2 separate regions of the Anas platyrhynchos genome follow, and region 2 is linked to region 1. A link is a contact called in public Hi-C data. All regions are on one chromosome and are shown on one strand. Each heading gives the region's core, a stretch centred on a gene start, on an enhancer-like site or on the middle of the called end of the contact. The rest is flanking DNA. Distances are from core to core; before and after follow the strand shown. Region 1 has its middle 34 kb from the start of DPT. Region 2 has its middle 40 kb from the start of DPT.

Evidence for each region. A called contact is a pair of places that touch in the nucleus more often than the background predicts.
Region 2: a contact with region 1 is called in a Hi-C map of skeletal muscle, with 1.6 times the contacts expected there. The contact joins two enhancer-like sites. A contact is called at or near these places in 3 of 8 Hi-C or Micro-C datasets (skeletal muscle and small yellow follicle).

Annotation. Positions count from the first base shown.
Region 1 is chr1:88,371,307-88,376,221 of IASCAAS_PekinDuck_T2T, forward strand. No RefSeq gene overlaps it. Among named protein-coding and RNA genes, the nearest start is that of DPT, 34 kb to the right of the region's middle. Within about 2 kb of position 1,620, at least 2 of the 8 cell types and tissues checked have an H3K27ac peak or open chromatin away from gene starts, as enhancers often do.
Region 2 is chr1:88,445,307-88,450,196 of IASCAAS_PekinDuck_T2T, forward strand. No RefSeq gene overlaps it. Among named protein-coding and RNA genes, the nearest start is that of DPT, 40 kb to the left of the region's middle. Within about 2 kb of position 3,090, at least 1 of the 8 cell types and tissues checked has an H3K27ac peak or open chromatin away from gene starts, as enhancers often do.

The DNA of each region.
Region 1 (4,915 bases), core at 370-2,869:
GTTCATCCACTCTTTTTGGTTTTTATTTCACCTTAAACCTAAATATTGCAGCATGTTCATGACATTCTGCCATGTGCTTCAGTGCTACCTAGAATGTTTTTTTCCTAGGAATTCCTTTGATAGTTACTACAAACTTCCAGCTACATTATGCATCCCCTATCCAAAACTTATGAAACTCGAGGGAAGGTTTTGGCTTCAGACAGAAAAGCTGAACAAGCAAGGTTTCCCCTGCTCCTCCCCATGGCCCTGTGAAATGTTTTTGAAATACCTTGAAACAAAGCTTTTTGCTGTCTGAGAACAGTCGCCAGCCTGTCCCAGACCAAATTTCATATTTCACACTTCTACTATAATGGAAATTTGGCTTTATACCCTACCAGGTCCCAGGCAGGGACTGTGCAGAAGAAGCAAGAGCAAGAACCACTGTCTGTTTGCAGGGATGTTCCTGAGCTCAGGACATTTTCTGCTAGCGAGAGCAGCAATGGGGCACAACTGTATGTCGTCAGCAGAGAGCCCCCCTCATCTCCTGGCCTTGTCACATGGATCTCCAATTTCAGGAGCATTTTTTCTTCCTACAAAGGGAAGAGGAGTAAAGGCATGTTTACTGTCTTACTTGTATCTGCCCCCAGTTTCAGGAACAAATCTGAAATTGCCATCAAAGCTGTACGTTAAAAGGTGGTGACAGATGAGCTGGGTAGGTTTTGTAATTGGCAAGAGAGAAAATCCTGGGGTCTCCCCACCTAGATTAGCTTTTATACCCTGGAAGACTCTCCCACCTGGTGGAAAGCATTGTAGAAGAGCATGACAGACGAGCCAAGTGTAACTACAGACAAATACAGATGGGGTCAGTACTGGATCCAGTCTTCTTCAACTTATTCTGTGACCTGGACGAAGGGATGGAGTGCAGCCTTGGCACGTTTGCTGAAGACACAAAACTGAGGGGAGTGGCTGATACACCTGAAAGCTGTGCTGCCATGCAGAGAGACCTGGGCAGGCTGGAGAGATGGGCCATGAGGAACCTTATGAATGCCAACAAAGGCAAACATAAAGTCCTTCACCTAGGGAGGAATAACCCAAGCACCAGTACAGGCTGTTTGCTGCCCTGCTGGAAAGCAGCTCTGCAGAGAAGGACATGGGTGTCCTGGTGGACAAGTTGACCATGAGCCAACAAATTGCCCTTGTGGCCAAGAAGGCCAATGGTATCCTTGGGTGCATTTGGAAGAGTGTTAGGAGGTGATCCTGCCCCTCTACTCAGCCCTGGCGAGGTCACACCTGGCATATTTTGTCCCCTTCTGGGCTGCCCAGTATAAGAGAGACCTGGAACTACTGAAGCGAGGGTGACAGAGCACTGGAACAGGCTGCCCAGAGAGATTGTAGAGTCTCCTCCTCTGGAGATTTTCAGAACCCACTTGTACACGATCCCATGCAATGTGCTTTTGGTGAGCCTTCTTGAGCAGAGGGTTGGACTAGATGACCTCCAGAGGTCTCTTCCAATCTCAAACAGTCTGTGATTTTGCAATGCTGTGACGTGGCTGCCTGCCAACATGCCCTAGAGCAGACACAACCTCTGGTGGGGTTTAGTTCCCTGCTTGTTCCCTTCCTCTTTCTTATTCTGTGTCCCCACACTGTAAGATGATGCACTGCCGCATCACCACGTACTCATGAAAGCCTGTGATGACAGTCCCAGAGCCAAGGAACTCCCACAGTTATTTTAACCACAGTTCAGAGAAGGGGTGGCAGGAAACCAAGAGCTGGAAATCACCACTGGAAAAGGGGGTGTGACAGCTAGGGAGCCTGATCACAGAGGGCAAGCAGGACTACGTATGCAGGGGGGAGAGGATCACATCATGGGTTCAGTGACTTTGACCACTGGGCCATGAGGTTAGAGTCTCTTGCTATTAGCAGGATGTGATGCCTCAGAAGAAAGGGGATGAGCCCACATCATTCATTCAGGTTATTGTGAACTAGAGCTAAGGAAAGGGGGGAAGAATCCTGAAAGAAAACAGAAAGTTTTGCACGAAGCTTTGCAAAGCAGAAGCTCATGTACAAAGTGGGCTTCCCTTCAACTGTCTTGACAAGAAAACTGAGAACACTCTAGGGGTTGACTGAGGTGTGGTGGTGGAGACAGGGAGATCTGAGCCCCCAAGTTTTCACTGTAGTGTGTGAGCTCTTTAGTTGGGAGAGAGGATGGAGAGAAAAGGGAGAGAGTGGGACAGATCCTTGTCAGAGAGTCTGTGGTACAAAACAGGCAGCAAACCGATCAAGAGTTGTACTGAGACAAAAGGTAGCTATGTTTCTTAGCAATCCCGTTGTTATGAAAGAAAAGCCACAGCTTTCCTTTATAATTAAGTAAGAATTAGGATAATTTTTTGTGCATTTTTTCGTGTTTATATAAATAAAATATCATTTACTTTCTTCTGTTGTTGGCAAGCAGGAATGTGCATCTGAGTTTTATTTCAGTGTGCATTTTTACAGCATTTTCTAGATAACCTTTAGTGTCTTACCAATCACCTCTGGTCTTTGGACAAAAGTTCATAAGCACTGACGTGAAACACCCGGCTTTATGTCTGCTGCTTCTCTTGCTATTTAGGAACAGACAGAGGAGAGCACATACAAATCTCTGGCCATCATAGCAGTCTCTAAAGGAATATAAACCTCTGGCATAGTTAGAGCAAACCCTGAACTCCTTTTAATAACATTTTCTTTGGATCCATTTTAATCTCTCTGCAGGATAAAGGTTAGCTGGGTAGAACGTTAGCTTAAGTCACCTTGCCCTGCACGCTTTTCTCTGAGACAAATATTAACTTGATTCATCTGAAAATCGGGCCCATTATGATTAATAATTTCTCAGACACTTGTGGCACTGACCACATTTATACATAACCAAGTCATTTTCCTCGCAACTGCTGCAATTGCATCAAAATTCACATCCATACAAATGGGGCGGTAACAGGAAGATTGTGAAAGGCAGGATTCTCTGCAACTGGCCGTATATTCAGATATTATGCTCACCGTATCACAGTTGCTTGTGAGACTGCCTGATTGCAAAGACGCATGGATGATGAGAAAGATCTCCAATCTTACCACAACTTAAACACATAAGAGTCAAAATACTTCAGAGAAAATCTCCCTGCTCAAGACACCAGCCTCGCACAGGCCTGCGCACCTGAATGGCTGCAGTAGCATAAACAGACCCTTTCACCACAGCACATAAATTTTGTTTCTGAAGACATAATGATTACAGTAGAGTTTAGAAGACTCCAGACTGAAGCACATTTAGAGATGGGCTGCAGATCAGGCTGCCTGTTGAAACACAGGCACATGTGAGTTTCCTTGCATTATAGGTCCCCCCAGAATAGTCACTCCAGATCATTTCAGCAGCCTTGCATAGCAACTGCAGTATCTGCTGCCTTTGCTTTGTTCTCTGCCAGCTCTATTTCTCTTCCGTGCATTGTATTGATGGGAGTACGTGTGGTTGACTGGCTCACATGACAGCATGACAGGTTTCTGTCCTGCTCTGGGGCACCTGTTCCCCTGAGATGCTCCCCAGGGGATCACTGCTGATGCTCACCAGCTGTGCCTGGTATGGGGGGGTCACAGGGGAGAGAGAGGCTGCACTGTTGCAGAGAAGGCACAGGGCAAAAGTTGCCTGCTGAGGGGCACAAGCTGGGAGCTGACTGCCCGAGTTTTTCTTCCCTTGATGAGCAAGATCTGGCAAGTCTGCTGTGTTAGCATCTAGAAACCAAGAAATCTGTCTGGGGTCTCCCAGAGCCCTGCATCCCGCTGGTAGCTGTGTATTGCCCTGGCCACGGCCACAATACTGATAGTTTTTACATTCCTTCTTACCACTGCTGGGCTGTTGCTGCGGTGATCTACAACTGTGAGAGCAATGGATGGCACAAACAGAGAACTAAGAGATACCGAAGGGCAGTGGCTTGCAGGGCAGCACCTGAGCTGTGGGCTTCAGCAGGCATGAAGAGAGAAGCGAGGGCTAGGAGTGAGCTTGAGAGAGGCAGGCTAAAAGGGAAGTGGAAAGTTAAACAAGGAAGAAAGGTTAGCAGAGACAACAACTTTGGGTTAGGCAGGGAGTAGGAATTGGGTAGATAATCTATTCTACCACAGATTTTCTGAGCAGCTTTAGGCAAGGCACTTTGTCAGCTTTAACATCAGTTCTTCTTCTGTAAAAAGTTTTGGTGAGAGGAACTGTCACAAAGTGAAACGAGGAGCATAAATACAGAATGGCAAACACCTTGTAAGCGATAAAAGAGGACGAACAACACCTAGAAAAAAAGACAGCTTTCATCTGAACGGCCTCAACTAAGTCCCAGCTCATGGGGGAAAGCAATCGGGAACAGACCAGGAGAGTCAGGGCTGTTTCTCTCTGCCTCCAAGACTGGTCTCTAAGAGGATCTTTTGGCTCATCTGTTGGCACCAGTATCGCAGGGCTGTATCCCCAGTTTGCAGGTGTGGTGTCATCCTGTGCTCCTCAGTGCTAGGGATGGACAAGGGCCTTCTGCAGTAACAGTATTTGCCTTTCCCTGCTGTCACTCTCTCCCCACCAAGTCTCCCAGTGAACCACCAGTTTGCACCTGAGCAGTACTGGTGAGGCTGAAAGCGTAGACTTAAGTCTAGGTAAAGTGATGACCTTTTGGTTATGGATGCCACCAAACTGATTCGTGGTTCAGCAAATATAGCTGTAGAAAATTCTGGGTCACTGCGTGCCATTACAGGCAGCCACGGTATGAACTGCCTTTCACTTAAGTGAATTCTTCTCAAAGCAAGTTGGGCTCCTTTCCTCACTTCTACCATTAATGACTGTTCCCAAACCTAATTGTTCAGATGGCTAGAAGCTTTCTTCTAATTTCCAAGCTAAATCCCTTTATGGTCAGTTCATACCCGTTCGTTCTTGGGATAAACT
Region 2 (4,890 bases), core at 1,840-4,339, 75 kb after region 1:
CTACAGCAGAAATTGCCTCATTTTTGAGCTATTACAGGCATGTTTTTCAATGCCAAAGCTAAGGTCTCAAGCCACAACTAAGGCTTTCCATGGAGCTTAGGGGGTTTACAGTGAGTCTGGTTTAGTACAGTATCACTCCCTGCTTTGCAAATCCTGTTGAATTGTTTCCACTCTCTCACCACTGTTTCCAGTAAAGACGGTTTAGCATAGGCTAAAGGAAGCAAAAAGGAAAACTTCAGTTGCTTAGCAGTAAAACACAGACAGTTTTTGCAGACAGCTTGGATACCTTGAGTGCTGAAGGCCAATACTTGGGTTGTTTCAAACGGGCCTGCACAAGAGAAAACTTCTGCAATTCTCTATATTTATGTCTGATTACCAGGTACAGGTGGAGTATTTCTGACAGTTCTGTACTTCCATAGACATTTCCAGTAGGCATTGCATAAAGGTGATCCCCCTGTGGATCTCCTGAACAGATCCTAAGGACTTATGTCTCTCTCTCCCTCCTCAAAGGCAACTAACAGTCCGTGCTTGTGGCCTCCAGGAGTACTGCCTGCTTGCGACTAGCTGGGAAACACCCTTCCTACATGTCTGCTTGCTTCTGATACTCTCCTTCTCCTGCCTCTCGCCTAGAAAATGAAGATGATCTCATCTGACAAACTGACTCCCCAGGAACTCAGTAGGCTTTAGACTGCTGTCTGTGTGGGGACATAATATGAAGCTGTGTTAATTTAAAGGTGTTGCTATGATTTGGGTGCATACATATACTGAGGGTAAGATGACTTCTTGCTTGACTTAGGGAGGCAGCGTGAGGACACAATCACAGCCACACACAGAGCAACACCTCCTGCTCGCTACGACTCAGCATTAGAGCACAGTTGCTCCTTCTGCTCTTTACCTTCCCCTAGTGTAAAAATATCACCCAGACAAACAAGACATGAGATACTCACTGTACAGGGAAAGCCCAAGCAACATGAAGCTCCACTAAGGGATGCTGATTTAATGGACACATCAATGATAAATACTACATGCACAAGGGGAAACAGCCCAGCAGAGCGGTGAAGTGCTGTGCACATATAAGACAACACGGCTGCCAGCTAGGAAATGAGACAAATATATCTAATATAAGAGTTATTTGCCTTCTGAGATCAACTTAACCTAAGGTATTATTTCTCTATTCTCTCCATTTAACCTGATCAAAATGCTAATATTATATTTATTATGCATAATACAATGTGTACATCACTGCCTCTATCTGTGTGCTTGTCAGGGAAAGCCCAAGTAAAAAGTCAAGCAAATTATGAAACTTGGCTGAAAAATACTCATCAGACATCAAGTAAAGCTTCTCCGTATTCCCCTTAGGAAAGTGCAACTAACTACTAGTCTTATTGATGGTAAGTATAGCAGAACTCTAGTAAACCCAGAGCAATGTCTTTTATAAAGACTGGGTTGGGTTTTCTAGGTATAACAGTATGATGCACTTAAGTACAGAGGAAGCTGCATAAGATATAAAAGTCATGTTAGCATCTGTGGTGTGTCCCAGGTGAGTAAAATGATGGTCTTGAACAGTTAATAGGAGCTGATTCTTGGCTCTCTTTTTTCGACCATAGGAAATTGATGTAGGAGCTCTTTAACATGAGTTCACTGGGGGAGAAAAGCTGTTGATTATCAGCTACTCTGCATGGTTATACAGGAGTAAGTGTAGCCATGGGCACCCTTCCACTGTCTGCAGTCACTGCTTAAGAAGTTTGTGGAGGAGACAACGAAGACAAGCAGCTCCTCCTTCAGGAAGCACCAAATGACCCCAGGCTCCTCTATAATGCATCACTCACAGATGAGAAACCGAGACACCGTAACATGATCAGGGACCAAATAACGGTTTGCACACAGACCACAGCTCCTGGCGCCAAGCCACGTGCTGTGGCATCAACCGTCCCCTCTCCTCGGAGCACAAGTATCTCCTGCACGCAGCTGAGGCCATGCAGGAGCAAACAAACAAATGAGAGAGGGGAGGTGGGGGGCATATTTTAGCCTTCATTTGAAACTCGCCGGAAAGCGCCCTCACTGCAGCACTTCCTGCCGAAGCTCTGATCAGGCTCCAAGCCTTGATCCCTGGCTTCAGCTTTGCATGTCTTCTTCATCAGAATTAGCCTGACAATGCAGGGAAAAATGGCAAAGGGATTTGTTTACACTGTACGCGGACTCCCTGCTCACCTGTTACACGATGAGGTGGTTACATAAATGGCCCAAGGTGTCACATTGCTCACCCGGGCACTGACCCTTGCAATAATCCAGGCAATGTGACCCTGAGGAACTGGTGGTTCTATGTGCGAGAGGATTTGGTGAGCGGGGCCTGACACTGGGAGTGTTCTTTCCATTTTTATGTGTGTGTTCATCACTAGATCGTCATCTGTGGACAGAAAAAATCAGGGAGCACTGATGCAGAGGGTTTCCGTGATCCACTCCCACCTGTCTGAACACTGATGGGATCTCAGTAACGTTTCCCTCACCTTTCCTTTTCCTGAGGACCAGCATAAAGGACAATTGTATCACAAGTTCACCAGCTTGCTTCCTTGAATAAAAACAAGTAGATCATGACCTTGCTCAAGGTTTTTCTCTCTTCCACTACACTGATTATCTGATTAAAAGCCCAAAGAAACCTGTGAAAACTTCAACACAGACTTCAAAGAGATCTATAATCAGCCCTTTATTCATCTACCCCTTTAAACACTCCTGGCATTTTCTGCAGCACATTGTATTCAATAAATCTGGTGCCATTCCCCTACAGACCTCAAAGCATTCCCAGTCATTAACAAGCCACGATAACAGAGGCAAATATTATTCTGTGGCTCATTCTACAGCTCCTGAAAGCGAGAGGAAAGGATTTATCCAGTCTCACACTGAGTTAGTGCCACCGCTGTGACAGGGATCTTGCTCTCCCTGCCCTACAGAACAGCCTCCTAGGACACATTTCCTCCTTGTATACTGGGATCATTTTTTAAAGACTGCAAAGGCACCACGCAGCGAACACCATCTCCGTTTCTCCTAGCACAGCCCTGAAGATGTTTCTCATATGTTGCCCTCTAACTCGGTATCACAGCATGTTGTCCACTTCTCAGAAAGAACAAGGCACCTGGGAAAGCCTGATGGTAACTCCAGCAAGCAAACAGCTGATCCCCCAAGTAGCACCCGCCCCTCAGATCTAGGTCTTTCAAGCATAATGGTGCATCGGTTCACACACAAAAAGGAGACATACAGGAGCTGTGTGCAGAGCGTAGAGCTGCACTTGTTGCTGCATTCAAGCAAACAGCAGGAACAGTGCTTGTTTGGATAAACATTCCCCGGACAGATGCCCTGTTATCCTGTGCACCGGGGGCTGGCAGCTCTTCCAGGTGAGACCTCACCTGTGGGTAGCTGCACGGACCGCAGCCAGACAGCAGGGATGCTGCTGGTCTTTCATGCCACAGGCTGAAGCCCACTAAAACTCCCCTCTTCTTCTGATGCAGAGCGAGTTCACTCACAACAGGAGGTTCACACCTTCCTCTTCAGCATTCGGACAGCCCCTGTAGCTAACCAGCACAGAAGTCTTCTCACGTCCTCAAACACAGCAGTGTCTTAGTTCTCATTAAAAGATTATCCAATATTTCATGAAAGATAACAACCTTTTGGCCAACCAAATGAGAACTTTTTTCTTCCTTTTTTTATTGGATAAGCATTAAGAAATTATTACAAATGTAAATTAAAATGAAAGCTAATGTAACCTCTTTCATTATATATCCCAAATCTTTGTTGCTATGCATCAATTTGCTATGTGCTACAGTTTCTCTTGAGAGATGAGATCTGATTGATTTAGTAGATTATATCCCAGAAAGGAGTAGCAAAAAGGGAAGGGCAGGTTTTGGATTTAAGGGATCTCTTAGAGGAGCTGTGACATGGTATCTTGCAGCTGTTTCAGTAGATGGTCTCTCTAGCACTTCCAAAGACAAATGATACATGAGGCAGTCTAATTGATGCTAACTCTATTTTAGTTTACAGAAAGCCTGGGATTTTGGAGAAGGCAGTGCATGGGCGACCTGAAGGTTGGCTACAACTCCTGAATTTAAATTTATATTACAAGCCCACGTGGCACCCAGTTGCAAAGCCCTGCAAAGGAAGAGTTTTCATTCTTCAGAACCTAAGAGACCCCATGGGTTTAAACTATACCAGAGCTGCTACCTTTTTACATTTGTTCACACGCTAGCACTACAAGCTCTCCATCACAGAAACTTACCTTTTAATGCTCATCTTTCATCTATTTACTGATGCCTAAAATAATCTATGACTAATTCCTCATGCTTCTGCAAGGGGAGACCACAGTCTGTTTAGGAACACCTAGCATATCAGCTCATGTACTGCATGTGGTGCCATTGGATTCACTTGCAAGTATGATTTATTTCCAAAATGTAACATATAATATCGACGATGTTTGTTTCTCGAAAGATTGCAAGAATAACACTTCAAAGTGCACAGAACATAATATGTAAACTCAATGTAATGTGATATAAGTTCAACTGCCTTACCTCATTACATATTTTCAGCCCATGATGCTTTGAGAAAGAATAAATCCCCTCTCTGTAATGTCCACAGGCCTTAATAAAACAAATAAGCAAAGTTATATTAATTTAAGAGAAACCTACCATATAAATGAAAACCATTTCCCTGATTTCATCAGAATTGCATGGAAAAACCTTGCTCACAGCTGAACCTGACCTCACAGACCAACAGGCTGGTCAACAACGACATTACTGCTATTTGATTCAGTTATCAGACAGCCAGAGCAGATCATGCAGCTAACAACAGAAAGGATATTTGTCTTCTTATCATGTATCCTCTTCTTAATCTAACCACCCACAG